Linked DNA regions of Zea mays: region 2 is linked to region 1. The links are chromatin contacts, called in public Hi-C maps. All regions are on one chromosome and are shown on one strand. Each heading gives the region's core, a stretch centred on a gene start, on an enhancer-like site or on the middle of the called end of the contact. The rest is flanking DNA. Distances are from core to core; before and after follow the strand shown. Region 1 holds the start of LOC100191398 (high-affinity potassium transporter). Region 2 holds the start of LOC100216949.

The links. Hi-C and Micro-C count contacts between places; a contact is called where the count stands out from the background.
Region 2: a contact with region 1 is called in a Hi-C map of tassel, with 2.1 times the contacts expected there. The contact joins the promoter of LOC100216949 here to the promoter of LOC100191398 in region 1. A contact is called at or near these places in 2 of 25 Hi-C or Micro-C datasets (ear and tassel).

What each region holds. Positions count from the first base shown.
Region 1 is chr7:46,667,100-46,669,799 of Zm-B73-REFERENCE-NAM-5.0, forward strand. It overlaps LOC100191398 (high-affinity potassium transporter), which reads right to left and starts at 1,345. Exons shown (of 10, transcript NM_001358446.1): 1 at 907-1,345; 2 at 356-505; 3 at 1-99. The coding sequence starts at 478.
Region 2 is chr7:47,331,885-47,334,584 of Zm-B73-REFERENCE-NAM-5.0, forward strand. LOC100216949 reads left to right here and starts at 1,266. Exons shown (of 4, transcript NM_001359527.1): 1 at 1,266-1,506; 2 at 2,485-2,700. The coding sequence starts at 1,490.

The DNA of each region.
Region 1 (2,700 bases), core at 95-2,594:
AATGTTGGAGAAGACATATAAAGGTGATGTGCCTAAATCCCCAAACACCACACCAAGGCTTTGGAAAGCAAGTTGTAACAGCACAAGTGTAGGGTAGGACTGCAAATGCAAAAGGGGCAATAAGAAGAGGGCAAAACTACTGACCACTCATTACACAGACACTAATAATCCACTAGCATATAACCCGTGCTAACGCTACGATCCCGGGGAGGGGCCGACGCGGCGGCGACGCGAGTGAGGGGAGGAGGCGGGGGCGTTAGGGTCGCGAGGGGAGACTGGGGGTGGCGGGGAGGAGGGGGGAGAGATGAGGGATGATCCAAATATTTTAGAATAGAAGTTGTGAAATGAAAAGGACCTTTTCCCTGTACATATTTCTCAATCTGCCGGCCTCTGCATCCATGGGCTGATCGAGATTCCTTTCCAACTCCCACATCGCCCCCCTATCAGTCTGTTCATTTGTTGTGCTAGTAGTCTCCATGGGTTCAAACTAGCACGGCCTTGCAGCCTGCAGGCATCAAAAACATATCAGTCTATTAGATGGTGATAACAATCTTGAGCAGCAACAGAAGGGATAAGATGGCAATCTGTTTCGGTATCAAACTTCCATTAGCTTGTGAGGTAACAACCAGAATTCAGGATATCTGAGATTAACACATAGTTGTTCTAACGACAAACATCCACAGCAGATGAACATAAAGCCATCCAAAGAACAAAGTTGATTTCCACTACTTCCGGATGATGTGGGACAGTGCGGCGGGAGGGGGAAAAAAGGTGATCAAATAAAACAAGCATGCATAATTTCAGGTTCTCATGACAAACAAAATAGAAAGGAAACAGGGAATGATCAAATTCTGGTTCCATTTCCGCAGTATCTACCAACAATGGAAGAGAGAATCTGTTGCTGACCTTGCAAACTGAGAACAAAGCCCCAATGAATGCCCGGATTCCAGACTCAAGAGCACGCCAAGATCAAAACTTGAGCAGATTCGCGCGCTCCAAGCATCAGTGCAGGCAGCCGGCGACGAATCCCCGACCCTCCGAAAGCATTCCAAGGATTTGTTTTTTGCTATGGCGTCGTCGACCTCCTCCTATTCACAGCCGCGGGGAGATTCGACCAGGAAGAAGAGACGCCGCTGCCCTCCGGGTGCACGGAGGGGAGGAGGAGCGGACCCTCGCACACGGACCACACGCGGAGAGGCGCTGCCTAGCCTTGCCCTGCCTGCCGACCCCACGGCGAAGAGGATGGGGACTGATGCGATCGGTTTTTCTAGGAGAAATAATTGGCAAATCTCTTGTCGGATTGCAGAGCTGGTGGAGTGGACGGGGATTTGGTTGCATCTCGTTGCGATCCGTTTGCACTCAATAATAGAGGAGCATCAGCAATAATCTAATGCTAATGACAGGTGCACTCAAAAGTCAAATCAAATAATAAACAAGTTTATTAATCACTGATGTGATGCTGGTATCGGTTGGCGTGGCGTCAGGCTAAACATGGCAGAAGGAGCTTCTGTCATGTGAATGAATACATATAAAACTCCAGATGCATGTGCTATGATTAGCAATAAACAAGAATTAGCTGGAGTGACTGTAATTAGGTGTGCGCTGCAGCATGGCTAGTATATTTCAAGCTGAGCTATGCGAAAACGTCGGTTGTTGCGTACCAAACACTAAAACTAGAATTTTTATGGACTTCTCGTATACTATATAAAAATTAAACAATTTTCATTTGTCACGATCTAACCTTTATAAATAAATTAATTCTTATTGATTGTTCGACAAAAATTAGCTACTTTACTTTGCCCCGTGGCCTAAACGCGTGCCTTTGGGCGTGTTCGGCTGGCTACAAGCCGACACTGTTGCAGCTGTTTGGATTGCTGCAGCTGCAATCCATAGAGAGAAAAATACTGTAGAAGCCGCAGCCGCAGCCGGATTGCAGCCGCAGCAAGCCGCAGCGAACAAGCTGTTTACTTCTCATCTCCCTCTGCTCACTCTAGCGCCCGAGCCTCCCCCGCCGGTGACGTCATGCCATGTTGACGTCTAGCTCGGCGTCACATGTTATGGTGTTGAGCTTGCAAATAATACAATAACTAGTCGGTTGCCTGTGCATTGCGACGGCTTACAACAATATCCACGTAAACTATCCATCAAAAAAATTTCAAGAATTTTTATTGATTGTCTCCGCTCTCTGTATAATATATTTTTTGATTTGGCTAACTGATATTATTGTTTACTCCATGCAAATATGTCTTGGTACAACACGACCAATGAATTTATCGATTAGAAGAGAGTTCACAACGATTGACTGAATGAATAGAGATTATAAAATGACATAATTCCATCATACAGAGACCAAATAAGAGAGTTTGTGAGATCAAGTTTATAAAATAAGTCCCATGAAGTCAAACTTATAAAAAAGATATATCAAAATATGGAGTGATTGCTAAAGTCAGGCATCAATAAAAACGGGATGCGCTCTATATAAATTACGCTACTTCGTAGCAATTACTAACGTTTAAAACCAACAAATAACCTTTCATTTTGTTGTTAGTGTGACAAATCATTGTTGCTCCATCCAATTCAGCAACCTCAAAAACCATGTAGTCCATTGCGCCAATGTGGTCTCAGAAACGACCTAATGCTTGCAAGAGCAAAGAACGACGTGTCGTGCTTGGGCTGTAGCCTCGACCCGTAGTACTGGCC
Region 2 (2,700 bases), core at 16-2,515, 660 kb after region 1:
TTAAGGGTACATATGTAATTTTGCTCGGGCTGCGTCCCGTGCTTATAAATAGATGAATAGTAACCCCCGTACTGTTCATGCTGGATTGTATTCACTTTCTTGCATCCACACTTTCGAGCAAGCGGAAGGTATCAATGTAACATTAACATTGTTTACATTCATTTCTGTTTTTATAAAATATAATAATAAACCAATTAATGAGATGCAGTTATCATATTTATCCTTTTGCATTTCTACTCACATATTAAATGATGAAGGTATGTCCTTCTTAACCTTCGTCTGGCAAAGCTTTATACCCACGAGGAGATAATGCTTCGGTTAGACGAAGGTCTGTAATGACTAATGATTATGTTGCCTTGTTCTTGATATATAGCATTTGAGAACAAATGACTAACAGATACACACAAAGACTCTCAGGCAATACAACTCACAGTGGATGTAGGGTATTACGCTCCGATGGCCCGAACCACTCTAACCTTTGTATTCTCGTGTTCTTCCAGCTAATTAGGCAATCCCTAGGCCTCCTCCTTATCTTAGGATCAGCACGCGTGCACTCCACCACTCGTTCGGAGGATTTTCTCTCTAACACCACTATAAATAGAAAAACAATGTCATGTATTAGGTGTGGTGCTAAACAGAGTGCACTGAGATTCATCTGCCTTCGAAGGTGTTTTTATTTACCTTCGTGTTCTCATTTGTAAGGCCGAAGGTAACCTTGTAATTATCTATAAGGAAAGAAGACGAAATTGAGTTGGTGTTTTATTTACCTTCGTGTTCTCGTTTGTAAGGCTGAAGGTAATATTGTAATTATCAATAAGGAAAGAAGACAAAATTAAGTTAATCGCCTAAGATGACTTGCTATGTTCTTTTTTGTCATAATTTGTTGTAAGGCCAAAGATAACTTCCATTCATCGAATATTTATCGGTCGCTAATTTATTTTTAACTAAACCACGGTGAATAAAAAACGGAGTAAGTACTGTCTCATTCTCAATAGAGTGTCATCAAACCTAACGCCTTTTACAGCAGCGTAAAAGTAAGGCAAGCTGACAAGCCCATGGGCCGATTGCTGTCACCGGCCGCGCCACGCGTGTCCGATGGGTTCGGCGTCTGGCGAACCACGCGCGCTCAACACGACACACGACACCACGAATCCACGATACGTGCGGCGCGCCGACGCGAAACCTCTCCGACTCTTGGTCTCCTCCCTTGCTCCGGATTGCTCTGGGAGACTGGGACCCATCCATCCAGAGTTGCGGGCTTGCGGCGCAGGAACCGAAACGAAAGCGCTAGACGTCCGCCGTCCCATTCGCTTTCCCCCAAGGCCTTTCTATCTGCAGCCGGTGCGGCGGCTGTGCTGTCTGCCTTTCTCCCGTCTCCGCCAACCGCTCCGCTAGCCACCACGCCCGCCGCTTTCCTGCCGTGGCCTCCGTCGGGGTTCCTCAACGGGTAACCCTTCTGCCTTCAACGCCTCCACCACCCATCGCTCGCATGCGCGTCGATCCCAAGTGCGAACCCCCTCCACTCTAGTCCTCTACTCCCTCCATCTACTTTCTCCTGCGATCAATGATCATCATCCCGTCGCCACGTCTTCTGTTGGCTCGCTTTACAGACGCCACTTGCGTCGCGATATTTATTTATTTTTCTTTGTCACCTCGATTGTTAGGGTTTACGGTCTGCAGGTCGGTATGCCCCAGCGCTCAATCGCCAATTTATCTGCAAGTCTCAGCACTTGTGGATAATTTGGATCCATGTGGTTTGGTTTCGTTCTACCGCCGTGCTCTGCGCTACACCGTTACCTTCGCCTTTTGCTTCGCGCATTGCAGATTTGGTGCCGCGTTGTAGATAGTTTATGTTTGGTCGAACCAGTTTCTTCCATGCAGAAAATAAAAAATATTGTTTGGACCACAATTGTTTGTTCCTTCGATGTTTCGTTGAAATAAAGCGGGGAAAGTTTTTATCTAAAAAATTGTTTGTTCTTTTGTCCGTTTACTGTTCCTAATCATCACTTCCGTACTTTTCTGTACTTGCTGTGGTCTCCACCCTTTTTGATTAGCCTTTCTTGTAATGGTTATTTCTTCCTTTGGTTGAACACTTGACTTATTTTTGTTTTATTCTGACTCGCTTCCTTCTAACGTTATTAAAATTAATTTTGACATCCTGCCATCACTGTTTGAAATACTGTATAGCCAGTATGTAGCTAATTAAATGTAGGGATGATATCAGGTGTATATAGAAGGCTAGCGCACATCTGCACCTATAGAATTCTGCCCTTCAAAATTAGATCTCACGATGGACTATATCTGGAGTTTTTCTATAATAAAACGAAAAGGCTAAGAGTGGGAAGAGTTTTTCTAAAACAATTGTGCACTGTTAGATCTGATTTTAAAGCCAGGATTTTAGGCCAGCCCTCATATGCAGCTGATAGGATCCCTTAAATGTCGGTGACAGTCGGTTCTCACTCATTTCACCTGTGGCTGTGCAAGGTCCGTTGGAATGAGGCACGAGGGGCCCGGGCTGTCAATTAGGCATGATGCTGCGGGCTCCATGGCAGGAGCTATCTTCATGTCCAACAGCGTCACAAGGGACCAATGCTTCCAAGCAAGCATTTTCGGTCTACCCTTGGAGTATCGATCCTTTGTCAGCCACATCAGAAAAGGGATGCCCTTGTTTCTCTTTGACTATACACTGCGTAAGCTTTA